2 separate regions of the Rattus norvegicus genome follow, and region 2 is linked to region 1. Evidence: chromatin contacts called from public Hi-C data. All regions are on one chromosome and are shown on one strand. The core of a region is the stretch at or near the end of the contact, and the rest is flanking DNA. Distances in the headings are between cores, read along the strand shown. Region 1 holds the start of Fntb (farnesyltransferase, CAAX box, beta). Region 2 holds the start of Fut8 (fucosyltransferase 8).

The links. A called contact is a pair of places that touch in the nucleus more often than the background predicts.
Region 2: a contact with region 1 is called in a Hi-C map of Schwann cells, with 4 times the contacts expected there. The contact joins the promoter of Fut8 here to the promoter of Fntb in region 1.

Annotation. Positions count from the first base shown.
Region 1 is chr6:101,268,115-101,274,706 of GRCr8, reverse strand. Fntb (farnesyltransferase, CAAX box, beta) reads right to left here and starts at 4,985. Exons shown (of 12, transcript NM_172034.2): 1 at 4,797-4,985. The coding sequence starts at 4,940.
Region 2 is chr6:101,679,611-101,686,057 of GRCr8, reverse strand. It overlaps Fut8 (fucosyltransferase 8), which reads right to left and starts at 2,770. Exons shown (of 12, transcript NM_001412189.1): 1 at 2,582-2,770.

The DNA.
Region 1 (6,592 bases), core at 3,736-6,235:
AGGCCCACGGTTACCTAAATTTAAATGCAATTTTTCTCAACAGGCACTTGAATCCTTTGCTACACACCTGAAGGTCTAAAAGTGCTTGTATTTCATCCTAACCAGAAAAATATGTAGACTTCTTTTTGTTTGGTAGACCTAGGAGCCTTACATTTCCAGCCCAGTTTTCTTTTTGCTTATTTATGTTTTTTTTTAATATTAAAGTACATACAACATTTTAAAAATACACACACACACACACACACACACACACACACAGTAGCTGTCTTCAGACACACCAGAAGAGGACATCAGATCCCATTACGGATGGTTGTGAGCCACCATGTGGTTGATGGGAATTGAACTCAGGACCTCTAGAAGAGCAGTCAGTGCTCTTAACCACTGAGCCATCTCTCCAGCCCTATTTGTTTGTTTATAAACAGGGTCTTGCAACGTAGCATAAACTGGCCTTGAACTATGGTTTCCTTGACTCATCCTCCAAATGCTGGGATTATGGAGTATGCACCACCATAGCCAACTTCACCCTCCCTTTCGGATTTACCTAGATTTGACATTTAAATAATACCATCTCACATTCCCCTTAGAGTTGTCTGACAGAAACAACCCTTCCATTTCCAGTGGAAGATTCAGTCTGTGACAGTGGCACACACCTTTAATCTCAACACTTAGGAGGCAGAGGCAGGTGGATCTCTGAGTTCAAGGCCACCCTAATGGACAGGGTGAGTTCCAGGACTGAGAGACCCTGTGGAAAGTGGAAGATGTTTTTGTTCTCTGTTTCTCTGTTCAAGGGTAAACTGAAAACAAACAGCAGTTAGAAACAAATGTTAGCAAGGCCACCACTGAGACTGAGACTATCCATAGTAATTTGAAGTTTGCAATAAGGTGATTCCAATGGCAGGATAATGATGAGGGTGGACGTTAATAGCACAACCTCACCTTGCTATCTACTCAGAAAAGGCCCTTGCGCATCACATCCACTGGCAAAATCCTTATCAAGGGATAGACCTTCACAACTGTCAAGAAACTGACTACACTCTGTCACCTCTCACCAAGAGCAGTGCAATAGCCTCCCAAGCCCTGCCTCTTATCTCCACCCTAATCTCCGTGTGTGTGTGTGTGTGTGTGTGTGTGTGTGTGTGTGTGTGTGTGTGTGTGTTATTCGCCCCTGAGTGTGGGTGCCCTTGGAGAGCAGAGGCCTCAGATACCCCTGGAGTGGGAGTTCCAGGTTATAACCACCCTGTGTGTGCCAAGAACCAAAGTCAGGTCCTCTGGAAAGGCAGCACACGCTCTCAACAGCTGAGCCATTTCTCCAGCCCAACCCCTCCTCCCCACACACAAATGCGATTCTTGACAGTAACCTGAGCACTCTATTAAGTTACGATTCAGAGCTGCTGAGTCCTGGCAGCTCAAAGGTCTGAAAGTGGGAAGGGAAGGGGTGTTGAGAGAGAGTAAGGGTCTCTGGAGAAGGTACTGGAGATCTGAATTTAAGACTGGGAAGACTTCAGGTCACAGCACTGCAGGAGTGAGGACATGCTCTGATTTCATCCTTCACTCTCTTGACTTCTAGCAATATTTCATGGCTCAATCCCAGCACAAGAGACAAGGGAGACTGTTAATACAGATCTACTTCCTGAGGCAAATCTAAAGATCTATGGTGAGTATGCTTGGTAAATGCAAGCTTTCCAGCCAGTGGCTTCTCAACTCAATTGGCCCTTTCAAACTCAGCAGCCATCAGCCACACATGATTCCATTTCATCTCCTGTCTCCTGGCCTGTCCACACCTGGCACACTCCCACCTCAGGTTTTTGCATACGCTTTCCCAGCCCAGAACGCTCATCCATTTGGTCCCCTCGGATACTTCAAACACGATCAGATCAAGCATGATATCCTTGGCAACCCTCTGCTCACTGTGTTTTAAGTTTCTAGAAAACTCCTTTTTATCCTCCCTTCTCTGTGGAACTGGTTGTAGATCCGGCCTTGCACATGTTTAAGCACATGCTCTACCAAAGTAACACCCCCATTCCTCATGCTTTTCTTTCCTTAATTGGCTGACTCCCTGGCCTGGAACAATTCTCTTAAAATTCCTTAAAAACATCAAACCCATGTCCTTTGTTCACTGACTCATGCCAAGTGTCTGAGCGGTGTCTAGCACCTAAGAGATTTCTTTAAAAATTTTCATTTTATTCTTTTGTGTGTATGAGTGCTATGTCTGTGCACCACATACAGGAAGAACCCCCAGAAGCTAGAATAGGACATCAGACGCCCTGAGACTGGAGTTACAGACAGCCGTGAGCCACCTTGTAGGGTCCTAGGGATTGAACCCAGGTCCTCTGGAAGAGCAGCCAATGCTCTTAACCACTGAGCCATCACTCGTGCCCTCAAGAATTTCCTCAAAGTAAATGAACAGAATAGAAGGCCTCATGAGAAAGAGCTCTTTGCACTCCTTACAAGTTTTACTCCTGTTATTAAATTCTTACATTACTGTTTAATAAATGAAGGTTTCCAAGTAATGAGATAGCAAGCATTAATCCTTATTGTCGTGACATAAAACTGAGCTGTCAGCAAATCTTTGAGGAAGCTTTGGTCAAATCCAAAAAATTCACACAGTACGCTCTTGGACAATTCCTCCCAGCAATGTTATTTCTTATGGCTGCACTATGTTAGCCACCAACCAGACAGTTCTCTGAGCCTCTGCCTTCTCTGTCAGAATGTGTTAAGGACTGAGTGACACATTCGGAGAGCACTGAGCACTCCGCTGGAACCAAATGAACGGTCAGTGTGGTGATTATTAAAATGCAGAGGAAGCCATAAAAATGAAGTATCACCGGCTGGAGAGATGGCTCAGCGGTTAAGAGCACTGACTGCTCTTCCAGAGGTCCTGAGTTCAATTCCCAGTAACCCATGGTGGCTCACAACCATCTGTAATGGAATCTGATGCACTCTTCTAATGTGTGTCTGAAGATAACTGCAGTGTACTCATATGAAAAAATAAGTAAGGATTTAAAAAAAATGAAATATCACATTATCTTCTTAGTCAGGGTCTCTGTTGCTGCGACGAAACACCATGACCAAAGAGCAAATAGGAGAGGAAGGGTTGATTTGGCGGCTTATACTTCCAGATCACAGTTCATCATTGGAGAAGGCCAGGGCTGGAACGTGGAGGCAGGAGCCGATACAGAGGTCACTGGAGGGTGCTTCTTACTGGCTTGCTTCCCTGACTTGCTCAGTACGATTTTCTATAGATCCCAGAACCATCAGCCTGGAGATGGTACCACCCCCCATGGGCGGGGCTCTCCCCCACTGATCACCAATTGAGAAAATGCCCCAGAGCTGGATCTCATGAGGCGTTTCCACAACTGAAGCTCCTTCCTCTCTGATGACTTCAGCTTGTGTCAAGTTGACACACAAACCAGCCAGTCCACCTTCCTACTAACTGCAACTCTTTTTTTTTTTTTTTTTTTTTTTTTTTTTTGGTTCTTTTTTTCAGAGCTGGGGACTGAATTCAGGGCCTTCAGGTTTTTGTTACTGATGAAAGATTTCTTTGCAATGTTTTGTAAAAGACTTCTGTGGGGGACAGTTAACTAAGTCAGAGAGCTGAAGTCAAAAAGTAAGTTTCCTTTATTACCCCTAAAGCCCACAAGGCCTCTGCGACTACGTGAATAACCATGTGTCCAATCCCTTGTTTTGTTATGAATTTTCTTTAGGGCAAGCAAGGTGGCTCAGAAGGTAGAGATGCTTGCTATGCAAGCCTGCCAACTTCAGCTGGATCTTCCGAACCCACATGGTGCGCCCTGGCATCAACTCCCACAAACAAAAAATACACAGTCACACACATGAAAATTACAAATCTATATAATCATTATTTGCTGTTGGTTTTCCCTAAATAGAGGCTCCCACCTTAAGGCAGGAAGGATGAAGCGGGTCCCTCCACAGTTAAGCCTGGGTACTAAGCTTAGTAAGATCTTAGTAAGTGGCTGCATGCCCATTCTTAGTGACAAGACTCATCCTGACCACTTCTAGTAACAGATGGGTAAACAGCTCTACAACCGCCAATTTGGGAACAATTCCAAATGGAGAGGGAGAAAAATGAAATTCACTACTCACACCTTAAACACTTTTCAAAATGGCATGTCTGGTATACCCTAGGCCTTAGTGACTCACAAGCAGCTCAAACCCCATACTTTTTTGTTCTTTCTGAACTATACAGTTTTCCAGTCTGTCTTCCCCAACCAGGCTCTTGCCTAGGGGCTGTTTATCTTTTACTGTTTTCCCAGCGTTCAACAGCAGGTGCTCAAACGGTTACCCACCACGGGGGTAGGCCTCAATCTGACCTGGCAGATCAGAAATTAAATCGATTTTGGGATGGCCTGACCACAGTCCGGCCGTTCGGTCCCCTAAATGTCCAGAAACTGCGAGCATATGAAGGAAAAGTGAGCGGTCGGTCCTAGAACCTCAAGACATCTAGACAGAACGGAGCGGGCTACCTGGTCTGCCCAGGCTGCTGTAGACTCCAGACACAGAACACGATTCTTTACAACTTCCGAAGCAGAGAGGACAGGGGTACTGTCCTGTTCTCCAAATCCAACCCTGACAACAACCCTTTCCTACCCAAGCAAGCCCCGCAAACGCTCCACTCAGAAGCCCCAATCTGGGAGCCTAGAGCTCGGGGGCGGGGGCGCAGTGCACTACGGGAGTTGTAGTTCCATGGAGAGTTTTGCACCCACACAGGCCTACATATGGGACTCCTACTCCCAGAAGGCCCCGCGCGGGCGCCTCGCCCAGTCCTGCCACCTCACCTGTTCTATGGACGTGACTGTTTCCACTGAGTCGTCTTGCAACCGCTCCCGCGCGTGCTCAGGTCTCAGACTATACAGCGGTTCTGACCAAACAGGGGAAGAAGATGGAGGACAATAATAGGTGAAGGAACTCGAAGAAGCCATGATCGGGAGAGCTGCGAGCGCTGTATAGGACTCAGCTTCGTCCAGCAACAACGCGCATTGAAACTCGAGCGGGCTAAGGCGCTACGGAAAGTGGGTAGAGTCAAAAAGATTATGAACGCGAATCTCTCCTCCCACCTACACATCTTCAAGAAGTGAGTTACTGGGATACTGCCGCCCCCCGTCGGGCAGATGAGCTGCTGCAGGAGCTCAGTTTCCTGGAGCGCGAGAAAGGATATCTAGGATATCTATTATGCAAATAATAATAAAAAAAGTCAACGTTTCGCTCTTGCCCAATTGTAATGCAGTAGTTTGCGATTTCAGCTGTTCAAGAACCCAAAGAATGTAACTTAAAAAGCATTTCTGACATCTGTCTTTATTGCCTCAGTCACGCTATTAACTAATAGAATTACCACGCACCTTTGGGTCCTTGACAGCCTCTTAGGAGAAGCCTGAGCTTGTCTGTAAATTAGCAAAATTGCAGGTCTCAGTACTCAGAGATAGAGGAGTGGAGTACTGTAATTTTCTCCCTTGGAGGTTACAGTGCAATGGCAGAAACTAAAATACCATAGAAGAAATGAGTGTAAATGCACCATCCAAAGAAATGTCAACAAATATTCATGAAGCACCTGCTACTTGTTCTGTGCCAGAGTCCAGGAATGCAAAAGTGAACCAAATTACAAAGTCCTTTCCCTTGGAATACATCTGAATTTCATTTTAGAGGAATAGACAGAATTAAATAAATGAACATAAATATTTGATGACTTCCAATTATGGTATGACAGAAAATAATAGAGTCAGGCCTGGAGGGGTGGCTCAGCAGTGGCTGCAGTTCCAGAGGATTCCAAGCCCCCACCTGGAGACTTCCAGTCACCTGTAATTCCAGTTCTAGAGGATCCGACGCCCTTTTCTGGCCTCCATGGACAACATACACACAAGTAATGCACATGTGTACACGCAGGCAAAATACCCATATGCCTTATTTTTAGTGTTACTTTATATATATATATATATATATATATATATATATATATATTCCAGCAATATATTCAGATCACAGTTTCCCCTCACCCAAAGCTTCCCCATCTCCCTGTCCACCCAACTCCACACCTTCCTTCTTTTCTCTCTCTCTTTAGAAAACAGTCAAACCAAAAAAAGGGGGGTTACGACAAACCAGAACTTAAAAATAGAGAAAGTGCAATAAATACAGGTTTGCATACAAAATTAAATTTTTGGAAATTAGAAAGGAAAGGAAATAAAAGTATCTGAGACTGACGGAATAAATTGGATTCTAATTAGATTTGGTGGCTGAGACCTAAAGGAGCAGCCGTCTATAACAAAACAATCATGGACATAAGAAGACAGACAGGATTTGAAGGAACATACCAGAAATTTACTCGTGCACGCTTGGGTATCCCTCACAAATACAATGTTAAAGTGATTTTAGGAAAGCCCTGTGGGGCTAGAAAGACAGTGGTAAAGAGCACTTGTTGCTCTTACAGAGGACCTTTTTATTTATGGGGCTGGAGAGATGGCTCTTTGGTAAAGAGTATTTGATGCTCTTGCAAAGGACCTGGGTTGGGTCCCCAGCACCCATGTGGTAACTTCTTTAACTCCAGTTCCAGGCATTTAAACACCCTCTCCTGGTCTCTGCA
Region 2 (6,447 bases), core at 1,521-4,020, 410 kb before region 1:
AAATCTATTTTTTAATTAGCACTAGTAAGGTTCTATTTACTTAAGAATGTGAATAACAAAAGGTTCATCACTATCCTCAAAAAATATTTTAATGATTTTTAAATACACATCATTATCAATTTCTTTGTGTAGATTTAAAGAGCACGTGATGATCAGACACAAATCAAACACATACTTTAGAAATGAAACAAAATGCCACACATGACAAAAATAACTATTCTATATTCACACAGATTCAACATCATACTATAGGCTGCAAAATGACCTTGAGACACTGCTGTCCAATTACCTAAAGGGCCATGTCTTTACTAAAATTATCTCGTTGTGACAGAGATAATTCACTACACAGTGAATATACCTACCTCTCCCAGACTCTACTTGGAGCTTTTCATTTTTTAGCTTTTTGTTTTACCTTTTTGGGAGTATAGATTTCATAAGGCAAAGATATTCAATATGAGCAAAGGGTCAGGAACACACTTCACTTTTAATACACTGCTCAAGAGGATTAAGAAAATGCTGCAACATATTCAAGTTTCAGTACACATTTTCAGAGTTTCATATACAAAATTCAAAAAACCTAAACACCTGCTTTTATTATTCATGATTGATTGTTAAAACTAATTTCTAATGTCCAATTACACACCCCACAAATAACTATGTATAGTTACTACGTCCACATCAATACCCCTGGTGTTTTAATTAAAAAATGTACACTTCTCCTGGTACATTTGTATACCAATCTGGTTAGGTGTTTTCAAAGTTCAAACAGCTATTAAGCTACACTTTGCTTTGGCACTAGCTCCCCCTCCAGACCGACCTAAAATAACTGCATTTAAAAAAAAAAAAAGGAAAGAAAAGAAAAAAGAAACACAAATTTTGTAACCCACTAGAAAATTTCAAAATTCATCACTTTTGAGGGCATTGTTACTCCTTTGAAAAAATTAGCTAGAATTTTTTTTTTAAAGACCACTTTATAGAATCAGGATGATTGTCTTGGTCTCAGTTCTATACATATTAAATACAGCTGATTTGCAGAGAAAACAACCTCAAATGACTTTTAGATTTAAAAAAAAAAATCCTTAAAATACAGTCTTTAGTATGTCATATTCAAGTTATTCTGAATCACTCTCCTAGTAGATCACAAGACACACTTCATATTAACTATCTGATCAAAGACATTTCTGCACGTTCCTGCAATCTACGTAAGTTTTATTCCAGCTGTTCAGCTCTTGAACTCAAACAGAATTCTCGATTTCTAACAGCAAACTGAAAACCCCAACCTCCAAACCACCTTTGTACGCTTACAGCCTAGTCATCTCTTGTTCCCTACATTTTTACTCAGCCTGCAATTTCAAATGCTATATGTGTGTTAAAATACTATAGTATTTATAATTAAGATTTATTTCATAAGGACAGCAATGTACAGGGGCGTACAGCTGTCAGAGACTATGTTGCCTTAAAGAAAAGAAGCATCTTATTCCTTTGCTTCAGTATATACTATCTCCCCTTAAATACTTTATATATGATATATCCTTTAAAGAAGTATGTATATAACAGAACTTTAATCAAGAAAATAAATAAGCACTTAACCCCAGGAAGAAAAGGCAACTAAAATAAAACCTACTTAAGAGTTTCTACCGAGCAAAGGCTAAGTTAAGTCAGTGACTTGTGATACATTTAACTCTTAAACTGATAAAAACTTGCGTTGCATTTGTTCCCTGAAACCTTTAAGTTCTGAGTGATCTACGGGAGGATATGGCTTTCCTGGGCTCACCTTCTTGCGTTTTCTTAAAAGTAACGTGCAAAATTAGACACAAGAAGGAAAAGACATTACTTTCCTTGCTTTTCTCCAAGGCCTCGACGTTTAAGGAAAAGCGCTAAAAGCTCACCAGGGTGCTAAACCCTAACCATGACAATGCCATTTAACTTAAGAAATACGTCTCAGAGGATTCCAAAGCCCACAACCAGAGAACAGGTGCTGCCGAAAAAACCACCTCAACTCCAGCAGGACAGACCTCCGCTGAACTGATGTGACTCATTTAACCTTCCCAAATAAGTTGAGACACTCCAAAGCCTCCAGCTTGTCATTCGCAGATCAAAGGGAGGGGATACCGAGGTACCCAGGCCATTAACTGCCCTGCCTCAGCCACTCGCCAGAACGCATCTTTGGACAGGTTCACTCCGATTTCCAGCCTGAGAAGCCCACACAGCAAAGCAAAGCAAAGGAACCCACCTTCCCACGGTCTGACCACGGGGACCCAGCTGCGGGGACAAGGAGCGATAGGTGCAGAGATCCGCTGTTGGACACCTCCCACCCCGCCCCCATCCCACGAGTCCTGGGATGCCCGACGCCGCGGCGCCCCTCACCCAAGGGGCCAAGGCAACGCCGGAGCGTCCCGGAGGCTCCCTCCCCACTTTTCCCGGGGCCGCTGGCTGAGCAGCAGCTGCAGCAGTTGCAGCAACAGGCCCGGGATCGGCGGGAGGACGAAGGAGCGCCTCGAGCCCAGGCTCCGCAGAGCCCGCGCCCGCCCCGTCCTGGAGTCCCCGGCGCGCGGGGCCCGGCTCCCTAACGCCCCCTTACCCGCGGCGGGAGCGAGGCGATCGGCGCCGTCCCCCGTCGCCACAGCCGCTGCCTTCAGCTGCAGCTGGCCGCGCCGGGAGAGTGGGAGGGGTGCTGGGGTGGAGGATGCTACTCCCGACTGAAGGGAGAGGAAGAAACGGAAACAGGAACCGCGGCCGCCGCTTAACGGAGCCTTCGGCGCCACTGACTGAGGGAAAGCGCAAGGCGGCGCGAGCCAGGCAGCGGCTGACAGCGCGAGACCGAGCGCGAGCCGGGTCCAGGGCGCGCGACCCCGAGCAGCGCCGGACCCATTCCGTGAGGAAAGGGAAGGACGGGTTGGCTGGGAGCCGGGAGGGGGCGGCGGGGGCCTGGAGCTCAGAGAACCCGGCCACTCGGGTCGGCCCGAGACCACGCGCGCACGCGCCTGAGTGGCTCCGACCCGGAGCGCAGGCGGGGAAGCCTCGGGCCGGCGCTAGCGAGCGAGCGTGCACGCGCGGAGAGGGGCGCGCGCCCCTCGGCGTCCCAGCCTTCTGGGGGAGGGCGCGCATGCGCCGGCCGCGGCCTCCACCAGCGACCCTGGCATGTGCACAGGCTCCTCCCCGTCCCCTTCCTCTGTGCGGGTGGACAGCGGGGCTGCAGCATCCACCGGCCACGGCGGGACCCGAGCTCCAGCCGGACAGCGGCAGCGCGAGTGCTCGGGCTTTCGTCTACACAGACGAAAGCCGCCTGAGGGTCGGAGGCTGAGGGGACCAGCGCTCCCTGCCTGCCCTGGCCCGCGGGGCCCACCGCCCAGAGGCGCACCCCGTTCTGTGCTAGTTTCAGGGTACTCTCTGCTGCACATCCGCTAAGGTTCGAGCACACAATGGCACCGCGGATCGGGGCGTTCTGGCTACCCGTTGGCTCTGTCTCCACCAGAAGAGAAAGAACCCTGCCGAGCCTGAGTTCGAAGCCCGGCCATTCCTAGCCGCGGCTGCCTCAGCCCTTTGGAGGCGGAAGTTTATTGAGTACGGAGAAGAGAGGGAGAGGCTTTTCCCAGGGATGTTTCCTACCCGCTCGCACTCGGGGATCCTGATGCCCGCGATGCTGAGCCGTGGGCCGAAGGACTACCTCAGACCGTCCTAGAGGGCGAGCTAAGCGGGAGGACCCAGCCGCGCCGCCAGGGCACACAAAGTAGTCGCCGGCCGGGTGCCACCGGGGCCAATCAGAGCGGGAAAACCAGTGAGTGGAGTGAGAACTGGCCAATCAGAGTGCTGGAAGATGAGCTTCCCGTGCAGAACTCTTCCCTGTAGCCTGGGGATCCAGATCCCAAAACCTGAGGACTCAAACGGGTGGCTGAGTAGAAAAGCTGCCCTCAAGACAATTATTCATTCCTCTCAGCACAGATACATATTAGTAAATACCTTGGAAACGTATCTGAGTTAACAGGGCCGGCCTTTTATATGCTAAGAATTAAAAGACACACAAAAGACATTAAAGAGGTCGTAGCCTGCCAAGAATGCAATCTAACTAATAGCGCCCATAAATTCCCAATATTTATCCTAGAGCAGGAACTGTGTTTCTAAAAATGATAAGGACAGTGCTTTCAAAAAAGGGGGGGAGGGGGAATGTCTGTGCCTTCAGCAGCTCCTCACCTGAGAAGCTTTTCCAGACCTGTGACTGGGTTAATGTCACTTCAAAATAAAGTATCTTAGAGGAAACACAGTGACTTATTGAAGGTCACACAAACTCTGGTGAAGTCAGAACTATGTTCTAACCAGAAAGCTTGGGTGTCATCATTCAGCAAATCAGTAGTCACTTCTTAATTGTGTAGATACCTTCCCGGAGACTCTCAGTTCTGAGTATGAGTCGTGTACTCTGTTGGAAATAAACAAAATTTAGGTTTATACTGTACTTAGATGGGTTAAGGGCTAAAGTTTCAACAGTCAAAAATCTGAATTATTTTTCCTTCTGTGTGAGTATGTGCTTGCAAAGGATGCATTTTCTCCTGGGCTGCACCCACAGCCTACGACAGTTTTAGGAGTCAGGGGTGGAATGTTTACTTTGGGGCTTAAACATAGCATTTAAAAAATACTTTAAGGGTTGGGGATTTAGCTCAGCGGTAGAGCGCTTGCCTAGCAGGCGCAAGGCCCTGGGTTCGATCCCCAGCTCCGAGGAAAAAAAATAAATAAATAAATAAATAAATACTTTAACAAGTATGTGTGACTTGAATGTTTTCAAGGGGAAAATAACAAACATTTCTAGATAATTAACATATGTTACCATTTGCAGTACTTGAAGATCTCCACAGTCAAAGCTTTATGTGTGCCTCAAACTCTCTGCTCCTTTATTCTGGCTTTAATTTTCCCCTAAGAAATATTAAAACTCTAGGAATCAAAGCATCCTACCTACTTCCTATTTAAAAAAAAAAAACCCACTAGAAATTTTGTGAAGAACTTGGTCCATCTTTATAGGACAGCATAGTATGTAAGAAAGCACCAAACTGATGACTCTAAAATACAGGGAGAAAGTAGTTCTTCAGCAATTCTGATCTCTGCTCAGTGTGACAGTACACTGTTCTCAAAGCTCCTTCTAGGATATGCCCAAGATGTAGCTACCATCCCAGAACTAGAAGTGTCAGCTAAGCAACGGCCATGCAGAAATGAATCTTTACACATCCAGCTATAGACCAGTAATGAACTTCTGAAAAATGTAGGCCTCTTTCAAAACTACAGTCTTAAATCAATCAGTGTGTGCATATACAAGCCCAGCATGGGGGGAGGGGGGATCCGAGACCAAAGGATTGTTCTAAGTTATAGTCTAGCCTGGACTATCAAGTGAGTTCAGTGCCATCCTCAGATACATAGCAAAACCCTGTCTCAAAGAATAATAGTGACTAATTGATTCAAAAATAAAAATGGGAAGGAAGGCTCAGTTTGTCTAGCATACTACAAGCCCTAGATTCAACCTCCAACACTGTAAAGAAAAAAGAAATGTATTTTTAACTATCTTCTCTCCAAAAGGACTCTGTAACTCAAATCTCCCTCTGGCCATGTTAAGTTTCTAGGAGAGTGTCCCTAAAGGGTTGTACACATCACTCACAGAAAGCACACCTTTTGAGGGCGTTTCCTCTACAGTCTGCAGCCTCCCACTCTGCGGCTGAAACTCCTCACACTCTCTTTTCTCACTCCAGCTGCTCACTTGCGACTCTAATCCCCAGTTTGTGATTTGCATTAACACAAGATGGTATGTCACCTCATCCCTCACTGCTCCCTTACGAAATGAAGTCAGGAGCCTATCTTTATTTATCCTCAAAATCACAGACAGGTTCAGCACAAGAAAAATTTTTTTTAAAAAATTTTAAAAAAACCAAAAAAAAAAAAAAAAAAAAAAAAAACCTTCGGAACATTCTCCATCACCTGTTACACTAAGAACTAGATGGCCCTAGCAGCTCATTAGTTTTGTCTGTGGTTCAGCCTCGGTCAGTTCTTAGTCATCAGCTAGAACTGTGGAGTCTTGGATGTGAGGTGAGAAGGAGTCAACTCCTAGATAATGGGAAATACCGAAATGAAAGTGAAGTACATGAATGGCCATTTTATTGAGAGATTAGCTAGATCAAAGTTAATGAACTTGAATGCTATCACACTTCCTAAGTTGGGAACATTCATGTAGAAACTAGTTTGAAATTTACTACCATTTTACTACGCCTATAATAAAAATAATAGCGAAGGTGTAACATTGCTGAGAACAAGGCCCCATGCTAAACTCTTTACTTCTATCATTTAACTCTCCAGTCAAACCCTTGAGGTGTCTCCTATGGCTACAGCAGGGGAATCAGCAGCGTCTCAGGAGACTCAGCAGCAGCTGCTGAGGAAGTAACTGAGAATGTTCGAGTCTCTACCAATGTATAC